2 separate regions of the Gossypium hirsutum genome follow, and region 2 is linked to region 1. The links are chromatin contacts, called in public Hi-C maps. All regions are on one chromosome and are shown on one strand. The core of a region is the stretch at or near the end of the contact, and the rest is flanking DNA. Distances in the headings are between cores, read along the strand shown.

Evidence for each region. Hi-C and Micro-C count contacts between places; a contact is called where the count stands out from the background.
Region 2: a contact with region 1 is called in a Hi-C map of petal, with 2.1 times the contacts expected there. The contact joins the enhancer-like site here to the promoter of LOC107945347 in region 1. A contact is called at or near these places in 4 of 34 Hi-C or Micro-C datasets (fibers, hypocotyl, leaf and 1 more).

What each region holds. Positions count from the first base shown.
Region 1 is chrD12:30,033,140-30,038,671 of Gossypium_hirsutum_v2.1, reverse strand. LOC107945347 (probable LRR receptor-like serine/threonine-protein kinase At4g37250) reads left to right here and starts at 2,189. Exons shown (of 2, transcript XM_016879307.2): 1 at 2,189-4,214; 2 at 4,443-5,190. The coding sequence starts at 2,651. The coding sequence ends at 5,113.
Region 2 is chrD12:30,108,786-30,114,531 of Gossypium_hirsutum_v2.1, reverse strand. No RefSeq gene overlaps it. Among protein-coding and RNA genes, the nearest start is that of LOC107941206, 27 kb to the right of the region's middle. Within about 2 kb of position 3,366, at least 1 of the 9 cell types and tissues checked has an H3K27ac peak or open chromatin away from gene starts, as enhancers often do.

The DNA.
Region 1 (5,532 bases), core at 940-3,439:
AACTTCTTGGTTTGTTGTACTCTGGCATGACCATCTGAGTGTGTAGAAGTTTCGTGGGTTCTTTGTATCTGCTGACTGAACAGCCACATCTTGAATTATTTTTACAAAGAAATATCAAACAAATATAGATAGAGTTTGAATTTCAATATCAACGATTACAGTTTTACTGTGTTTGTTGAGTAATGTACGTGAAAAAATTTGCTGGGAACTTTCATAAACAGGGACAAGATGGAAGTGATAGTGTAGGAGTAGGAGACATGATGCCCAATTACTGCAAAATGTTAATCCTGTAGCTGATGTTAGTTACCATGCAAGTTATCCACTTTCAACTTTTCAAAAGTTTATTTTCGTCCTCAAAATAAAATAATAACCCAGCCATGGGCCAATCTCTTTTTTGCCATTAAAGCCTCTTTAGACCTTTTCCATCCATTTTCTTTATTATAATATTATACCGATACTAACCGATAAATCTATAATATATATTGCACTTTTTTTATTAGAGATAATAATGTTAAGAGGGGTATCAACAAATCTCCCAAATAGTTAGTTATGGTCCTAAAAGAAGATACATTGATTATATGTATAATAATTTTGGTAAAAACACTTTTCTAGTCCCTCTCAACTTTTTTATATTTAGTTATTGGTCTGTTTCAAAAAATTTGAAGTAATAAATGATCAATTACAGATAATTAATCACGACGCTAATACTTTTCATTAATTTGTGATAATTTTGATTTGTATAATAACAAAATTAATCCCTCAATGTTTATATATTTTATGTAAATGTTGATAGAATATATAAATGTTGCAAGCTAAATTTATTAAATAAAGAAAAGATTAAGAGAATGAGTAAATTTTTAGAGTTAAATTTATTTACATCAATAAAAAAATATGTACAGTTAACAAAAAATATTAATATTATGATTAATTACTCTTAATTGCTTACTTTTAACTTGACATAAATTAAATTACTTTGACTAATTTACTTAATTTGAGAGATAATTATAAATTTGTTTATGGAATTTCAAGTAAATGAAGCACACCAAACAAGGCAGGCAGAAAAAATATTTTATGTATTCTCCTGTGTTTTTTAATAGCCTTAATTATATTATAGCAATGTAGGTAAAGCTGCCACAAACAATTAAAAAGAAGATGAAATAAATCAAACCCCAGGTGTGAACAAAATTACAAGTTTAGATCTTAAGATTCTGCAAAGATGGAGTGGGCATTTGCTGAGAGACGAAGAAGAATCCAAAAGCTTTCCCCCATTGTCTTCAAACTCAAATCTGCCAATAAATTAAAAAAATGGGAAATCTAGGACCCATAGCTGGAATCTTACAAAATGTTGAGAAGAAATTAGCTATGGACAGCCTGATCAACTTGTATGCTGCCAAAACCAGGACTATTTGGACAGGCATATACCTGATTGATTATAGGTCGAAAAGTGTTTTTTTTTTTTACAGAATAGTTTTAAATTTGGAGCTTCATTGTTTTCTTGAAAGCACTGAACCGAGTGTTGGTCGCTCATGGTTAGGGGCCCTGTTGAAATCACTTTCCTGAGGGAGGAATTTTCATGTTTTAAGGATATATAGGCTATAGGAGATGTAAATGTATGATTTTATTTAAGGATGATGGCAGATGGTCAAATTTTTGAAAAGGGTGGAGCAATGAATGAAGACCTAAAATTCTAATAAAACCATTAATGACGCTCTGGAGGATGATTTTAGGGTCCCCTTCACAATTATGTTGCCCCTACATCAATGTTTTTTTGATTCATTTTCCCTCCCAAATTTTCTTTCCCTGCCACCCCCCAAGTTGATTTTGATAGGAAATGCACACAGTATGTTTCTTACACACAATCATCTAAATTTGACGAAACATATAAAATTATTGATGTATGACCGATCGAGATTTGAGGAATATATGCTCATTCTCTTGTCTTTGTAACCCCCTTCTTTTTTCTTTTTGAAAGAATCCCACCTTCGCAGTTTACTTTTATAGACATGATAATTCAAGTTTACATTAATAATTTCTATTAGATAAATTTTAACATATTTACCTAGAGAAATATTTGGTACAATCTACAAATTAATTTTTTCATAAAAAGTACACAATATTCACCCTTAAATCATATTAATTTTCTACTAATAAATATTCTCCCATTAAATTAATTTAAATATTTCCCAAAAAAGAAGAAAAAAGAAAAGAGTTTGATTAAAGTCAATTCAAGAGAGAACAGTGCAACCTTTTCATCTTGACATGGATGTCTTGTAGCAAAGATGCTATTCTAAAATTCTCATCTTGTAGCCTATAGGCTATAGCTTTACTTGATTTATTTATTTCTAAAACCAACTGTGAGATCATCAGCAAATAATCATTTCGATCAAACCTTAAAAAACCATATATTTTGCATATATATATGCAGATAGCTGCCAATCCAGAACATTTTTGGCTATATGAGACAAGTTTGTTTTTATTGAGCTGTGTATATATATTTTACTTTTTAGCTAACTTTCATCACATGGCCTCTCTGCAACTTCATTAACATAAATGATAAATCTCAGTTAGTTCCTTTCTCTCTCGTCTCCTTCCTCCCTTCTCTCTTTGTGTCTACTTTCACACAAGAAATGTGTGATCAGTTTGACAAATCATGAGTTCCTCCTCCAGTCTTAAACTCCATTTATGGTGGAGAATTCTTCTTGTGGTTGAGTTTCTTGTGGTTCAAGCTTTGGGGTTAAACACAGATGGGATTCTCTTGCTATCTTTCAGGTATTTGATTCTTAGTGATCCTCTAAATGTGTTACAAAGCTGGAACTCCGCCGACCAGAAGCCTTGTTCTTGGAATGGAGTAACTTGTGGAGCAGTAAGCAACTCAATTAAAGGCGACCTTCGAGTTACAGGCTTGTCTCTTCCCAATTCTCAGCTTCTTGGTGCAATTCCATCCGATCTGGGCTTACTTCAACACCTTCAGAATCTTGATCTTTCCAACAATTCTCTCAATGGGTCTCTCCCTGTTTCCTTATTCAATTCGACCCAGATTCGGTTTCTTGATTTGTCGAACAATTTGATTTCCGGTGGAATACCAGAAACCATTGGAACTCTGCAAAACCTTCAATTCCTTAACCTTTCCGATAATGGATTGACGGGGGCTTTACCTGCAACTCTTACTACTATCCAGAATCTAACAGTTGTTTCTCTGAAGAACAATTACTTTTCAGGGAATCTCCCAACTAGCTTCCAATCTGTTCAAGTTTTAGATCTCTCTTCCAATCTTGTTGAGGGTTCCTTGCCACCAAACTTCGGAGGCAGCAACCTCAACTACTTGAATTTTTCTTACAACAGACTTTCCGGGAAAATTCCACCAGAATTCGCCGAGAAAATCCCTAGTAACGCAACCATTGATCTTTCCTTCAACAATCTTACAGGAGAAGTTCCGGATTCCGTCGTTTTCAAGAACCAAGATTCCAAATCTTTTTCCGGGAATCCTCATCTATGTGGCGAAGCAACAGAGCGTGATTGTCCAAGTCCTTCACCAAGTTATCCTCCAGCAATGGCTGCCATCCCCAAGAAAACGGATCCCGGAGCTAAAACATCACGGCGAAGCAAGCTTAAACCAGGAACAATAGTGGGAATTATAGTCGGTGATATAGCTGGAGTTGGATTAGTAATTATGGTATTCCTTTTCGTCTATAAAATAAAGAGAAAAAACAGAGTACTGGAGACCACACTGAAGCAAGAAGCTAATACAGCATCCCCATCGTCAGAATCAAAAGTGTTTGCGATATGGGCATGTTTGATAAAGAGAGGAAAGTACGAAGAAGAATCCGACAGTACTGAAGAGGAAGATGATGATGATGATGATGATCAAGGGCAGCAAGGGCAAGAAGATGACAAGAAAGGGACGTTGGTGACCGTCGATGGGGAAAAGAAACTTGACCTGGATACGTTACTTAAAGCGTCGGCATACATATTAGGTGCCACCGGGTCTAACATACTGTACAAGGCGGTGCTTGAAGATGGGACCTCCTTGGCGGTTCGACGGATTGGTGAGAACAGTGTGGATCGGTTCAGGGATTTCGAGACCCAGGTTCGAATAATTTCTAAACTGGTGCACCCCAATCTGGTCAGGATTCGTGGGTTCTACTGGGGAGTTGATGAAAAGCTTATCATCAACGATTTTGTACCAAATGGCAGCCTCGCCAACGCTCGTTACAGTGAGTCCTTTTTACCTTTTCAATTTTTCACATTTTCAAGGTTAAATTTATAAAAATTATGTATGTGATATGCTCCTGTCAACGCTGAAGAAGTGAAGTCATGGCGGTGGAGTAGGTTTAACTAAAAGGTTGTCGTTTAATGCATGAGAAAGTCAAACATCGATTGAATATGAAAAGGACGCATCTTCATGCGTTTACATTTGTTAAGTATTGGCTTTTCTGTTTCAGGAAAAGTTGGCTCTTCACCTTGTCATCTTCCCTGGGAGGCTCGGCTAAAAATTGCTAAAGGTGTGGCCCGTGGGCTAGCATATCTCCACGAGAAGAAACATGTGCATGCCAATTTGAAGCCCAGCAATATCCTCTTAGACTCTAACATGGAACCCAAGATTGGAGATTTCGGTCTGGAAAGGCTAGTAACAGGTGATACAAGCTCTAAAGTGGGAATGTCAGCCGTAAATTTTGGTAGCAAGAGGTCGACAGCATCAAGGGATAGCCTCCAAGATGTAGTGGGACCTAGCCCCAGTCCAAGTCCAAGCCCGAGCTCATTTGGTGTATCGCCGTACCACGCCCCGGAGTCACTTCGGAGCCTCAAGCCCAACCCCAAGTGGGACGTATACGCATTTGGGGTGATTTTGCTTGAGCTTCTAACCGGGAAAGTTATAATTGTGGATGAGTTGGGGCAGGGAAATGGGGTGGTGGTTGAGGACCAGAACAAGGCATTGAGGATGGCTGATGCGGCTATTCGTGGGGATTTAGAAGGCAAAGAGGATGCATTGCTGGCTTGTTTCAAGTTAGGGTACAATTGTGCATCTCCAATCCCACAAAAGAGACCCACCATGAAAGAAGCCTTACAAATTCTTGACAAAATCCCGTCTTCTTCCCACTATTATGGATACTGATAAACCCATTTGAGAACATTCAGACTACCTTGCTAGTAAAAATTGTATGTAATGATTGACTTACAGGTTTTCTTTTATTTTCTCCTTTTCCTTTTTTGTTTATACTTTTGTTTAGCTGGAAAATGCATAGCATCGTGCGTTGGATGAACTTTTTTAAATTACAAGTTACAAATATAAATAATATAAATCTGAATAATTACCACATAAAATTTAATTATTTCAAATACAATCAAATTAATAATCAAAACACAAACTAAAATAATTTAGATATAGTGCACGCATGGAATAATTTAAACCAAAATAAAATCTGGATGGAAAAACCCACATATAGTGTATATAAGCTAAGAATCTTACCATTAAGTCAAAGCATGACATTAATATTTAATCAATAGACATAATATGTACATTCACAAAATATA
Region 2 (5,746 bases), core at 2,117-4,616, 75 kb before region 1:
ATCTAGGGGTGTTTAAACTTCGGTTAAAAGCGAAATAATCGACTGAATCGATCTAATTCGGTTAATCGGTCGATTAATCAATCTAGTTATGTTGGAGGTCGGTTAAAGGTTTTTAGAATTTCGGTTAACAGTTAATTCGATTCGAAATCGGGTAATTAACCGAATTAACCGAACTTAATAAATAATATTATATACTATATGTATTAGGCTATTACTAGGTCGATTAATTTGGTTAATCCGGTCAAATGAACATTATAAATTTAATTTTTATATATTTTATACTTGTTTTAACAAAAAATACATATAAAAATTTATGTTAACCGGCCGAATTAACCGAAATATTTCAGTTCGATTAATTTCTTTTAACAAAAATTTAATTCAATTAACGATTAAAAATTTTAAAAATTTAATTAATTCAATTAATACTAATTTGATTCAATTTTCAACATCCATGCTCATCACCTACAAATCATAGTAATAATTGACATTAGAATTAACATTTGGAATGATTATGACTGATGCTAACTTCTATTTTTAGTGTTATTTAAGATTTGGCAAAACTTGATTTGATGGAAGTTTTGTTATTTAAATTTTTTTGAGGTTTACTACTCAAGGCAAACCACCTACTGCCATTAACTCTTGCATTTTGTCCCCTAACCAAATTAAAACACACTTAAAAAAAAAAAGCTTTTTTGTTTATGATATATCTCGGATATATAAATCCGATACTAAGAAAATGAACAGTGAGGCTAATAGGTAGGTTTAGGTCCTTGGGCAGTTGAAACCGTGAGTTGGGCCTTACATAGCATACATAGATTTGGGGACTAACCCATTTTGATGTTCGACCACCTATTTATTTTCATGGCTAAGGGTGTGATCAGCTCGCCCTAGAAGCTAAGGTTTGCCAGATCCCAACTTCAATTGGACCTCTAATTTTTTTGGTTCAATTGATTGAATTGCAGGTTCAATCACTTAAAAAATTAAGAAATTGAAAAAATATTTAAAAAAAAAGTTAAAAGTAAGATAAAATATATTTAAAAACAAAAAATAAAATAATCAAAATATAATTTAAAAATATTTTTTTGTTAAAAAAATTAAAAAGAAGGGTAAATACATGCAATGTCATTGAACTATTAGTATGTTCACGTTTTAATCATTCAATTTTGAAAAGTTATAAAATGGTCATTGAACTATTCAAAAGTTTTTCATTTAAGTTATCGAGCTGTTAAATTTACTACTATATGATATTCTCTATTTGCACTGCTTGCACCAATCAAAATGTCTCATTTCCCTTCTCTTCTACAATTTAGCTTTATTTCATGAAACAACTTTAAACATCATGAATCTATGAATCAAAATCCATACAACTTTCTTCTCTAATTTTCAACACCGGCCGTCATGTTGACTTAAATCTAAAGTTTGCTCTTCTACTCGTTGATGGGTACTAATTCGATACCTCCACTATATCGAATTGTTGTTTGGAGCTCGCCAATTAATTTTTTTCTTAAAATAGTTTAGTGACCATTTTCTAATTTTTTAAAATTGAGTGACCAAAACATAAACTTATTAATCATTTAATGACCTTAAGTGTAGTTTATCTTTAAAAAACTCAATTTTTTCAATTTTAACTAATTTTTCAATTCTTAATTTCTTTTATGCTATTTTCAATTATATATCACTTGATTTAATCTATCACTCCAATTTAATTTAGAAAACCTTGAGTTTAGCAATTTGGCCGAAGCAAAAATAGATTGTGCAATAAACCTTGGGTTTGTCAGTTGTTTTGTTTAATCCCATTCTTATCAAGCCATAATTAATCTATTTTATTTAGTCATCCATTGGACCGCTCAATATGAAATTAAACAATCAAAAACCACGTCTAATACTAACTTGTTCCACAACTATTACTCCTTTTCAAAAAAAGAAAACACCAAGAATAAATTGTGGAATACATACACATGCTTGCACACTCCCAAAGTTTTCTTTTAATTTTGCGGGAGATGGATTTATCTTGCCAAAACCATACCTACTTATCCACGTATAGACTAGGTATCGTTAGGTTAAGCATTTAAAATAAAGCAAAGCAATCTCACCCAAAAAGAACCTTTAGACATATAAAGAGGTACGCTGGCCATATTATGATGATCCTATCTCACGACTTTCCACGCCCATTTTCAAGCTCTCTTTTGAGAGCCAGTTTTCTCTGCTAATACATTTCAAACTTCAAAGCCAAAACATCTGATGGGTTATATTAAAATATTTTAAAAAATCAATTGGGAAAGAAATATTAGATTAATGGCAGTCGCATTATTCCCCGAATGAATCCCCCCATTTAATTAAAACTTAAGATTCCCAATTAATGGGAATCCCCTGTTTCCTTATCCCACTCCACGACTCAGCTCAATAACCCCCCCCCCCCCAAAAAAATGCTGAAAATCCCAACCACCTAGCTGACAAGCTGCCTGCAAAAGTGGGTCTATGAGACATTGATCCTAAAAGAGTGAGTAATAATAAGTGGCTAAGCATGTGGAGTTACAGATTGGATTTAACTTTGTTGAACTCATTGGGTTTTTCATAGTCTATGGGCAAACACCAGGCTCCATTGCTCATTGTCTCACCATGAGGCAATGTTTTGCAGTAATTTTGGCAACCTAGTCATTGTCTACCGAATATCAATCAAAGTAAAGAAAAGCTCAATTATTTTTTTCCAAACCTTTTTTTTTTTTGGCTAGAAAATAAAAATTTCAGGCAAACCAAATTTCACCTATAAAACCACCAAATCATTAGGTTGGTGTGTGAGTGTGTTTTGAGCGAAATTAGCAAAATTTATATATCATTGTGATTTTTTTTAAGCTTTTGACATATATTTGTTAATTGCCTAATTAGCAAATTTTAAGCCATTGATTTTCCTATCTATCTTTTCTTTCATGCCTAGTATTGATTAGGTTTTGAAAATATTGCTCTAAATCTTCCTCGCTCTGCCTACTTAATAATCTCCACTATTATAAATCCTTTGATATGATAAATTAACCAAACATTAATAGATTTAAACATTTAAAATCTATTTAAAAAATTAACAAATATTTTAATGAAACCTTTATCTTATTAAAAATTATATAATACATGTAAATAAAATAATTTAAAAAATCATATCTAATTTGGACAAAAAAATCACATCTAAAAAACTACCTCACTTTAAAGTTACTCTCTTTTTAAAAACATACCAAACTCCTTAGACAAAAGCGGATGCAGGGGCTGGCAAGGGCCCTGAACCCCCCCTAAAATGAAAAATTTCTATTTAAGCTCTTGAATTATTTTTAAAATTTTAAATTAGTAAAAGTAAAATTATACTTTGGCTCTCCTAAAATTATAAAAATTCGATTTAATCCTTTAAAAATTATAAAGATATAGACTATAAAAAATTAAAATTTCATTTGGCCCCCCTAAAAATTTGTTCCAGCTTCATCCTTGCCCTTAGGTTTGATAAAAAAAATCCACTTATTCCCTTTAGAACGTGTTTGGACAAGAGATTTAGAAAAAAAAAACTTTTATTTCTATCAAAGTTTTTAAAATTTCACAAATGAATTTATTTGTTTGGAATACAATAAACAATTTCAAAATTTTTATTGATAAATTCAAATTTCCTATTCAAATTCCACTGATATTTTTAAAAAAAAATTATTTCATAAATTATATATGGTCTCCCTATAAAATAAAAAATTTAAACTTCAAATTGTGATTTTTATTTAATTCCTATATTATAGTTTATATTATTAAAAATGTAAATATTTTTAAAGTATAATCATATAGATATTGCACATTTGTTATGTTATTTATTTTTAATATCATTATTCTTCTTTTATAAATCTATTTATTTTTGTTATTTGTAGTCTTTACATTAAATTATTTCTAATTAACAATAATAAAATTTTAATTAATTTTAAAATGTTTTAATTATTATTAAAGTTAAAAATTACATTATATTATGATATGATCATATTTTACACATAATGTCTTTTTCAATTAATATATGTAAGTTTCTTTCTAGAAGTTACAAGTATAGCCACAATTGCAATACAAAGAATACATCTTGTAACGCCCCAAAACCCGGCCTAAGAGTTTAGACCAAATTACGGAGGTTACATTGATCACCAAAGTGATCGTAATTTTTTTTTTATAAAATGAGTTTTCCAAACTTTCAGTTACAAACACATTTTGCCAAACTTGAATAAATGTTTTAAAATACTCGAAAACATAAATTCGCAGTTTCTAAATTTCAGTTCAAAAATAAAATTTGTGAAAAACCCAAAACACGATTCATACCACAGTTCGTATAAACATTTACACTTAAAACCTGTTTACCAAAGTAGCATTCGAAAAGATGACTTATTATCTAGCTTTTATAACACGACTGTCCAAGACCTCCGGCGTGCCAAGTCCACGCTATAGAAAATTGAAGTGTACCTGAAAGGGGAAACACTATGGGGGTGAGCTACACGAGCTCAATGTGAGTTCGACACGCAATTAAAACAAAAATTCAAATATCAGTTCGGTAGCGACACATACTCACAGATATACAGAATCAGAAAGTAAACTTGGAACCAACGTCCCAATAGAATGTAACAACTCAAGTACACCAAGTCATACATAAACACTTAGACACAAGTGCTATTTAGCCAGATAGAAAATAGTCAGTTAATTTTACACCCAGAACACTCAATACAGATGCATATGAATGCAATCAAGTAGTAAGAACCCACCCATCTAGCCAAAACACCTCACCGTCCGTCGATCACACCCCAAAAGAGCTCTTTAAGCTCATCCAACCAAACACACCACATAAGACCTCGTAAGGCCCATCCAACCCTACACACCATGTATGTGGACTAAGCCACTCAGATATAACACGCAGCAAGGCTGACGTATCTGCAGTACAATGCATTACGGTAAACCGTTGTATTGATAGGTTGCAGTTTAAACTTCCAGATCAGATAATAGTAAAAATCAAAGCTAACAAATTTGTGAACACGCTCAACAAATGTCGACCTTCACACAGTCAAATCAAGAATTCGCAAATAAATTAGAAAAGATATGGAACCCACACCTGATTCACGATCAATGGCGTCTAGATACCCACTAGACGACAAGGAAACAAAGCTCTCCAAAATCCACAAGCAAAATCGTTTTTGAAATTAAAAGAAAAATAAAGAAGAACCAAACGGAAAAGAAACGAAGAATAGGGGAAGAGGAGAACATCCAAAGAATAATAATAAAATTAAAATTAAAAATAAATAGTTATACCTTTTAACTTAAAACAAAACTGCTACTTAACAAAACAAAACGACAATAACCAAAAATATTTCTCCAAAACACACACACAAAGACTCAAACCTAGAACCTTAAGGTACACTAACACTCACTTAACCACTAGACCAACAAGCCTATTCTATCATTTAAACGCGTAACACAACACAATAGCACACCATTCTCTCTGACCCTAACCACAAAACTCAAAACTTCTAACCCCATAATTTAGGGTGTTACACATCTAAATAACTATAACAAAAATTAATCATTATAAAATTCAAACAAATTAATAACTAGAATAAATCCAAATTTATACCAAAATAAATTTATACAAAATTATATGGTAAGACGTAAACTAGAATAAGTTGGAGTTGAAATCTCACACATAATTTGCACAAAAAATACTCAAATTTAAAATCTTTAAATTTTTCAATGCCTT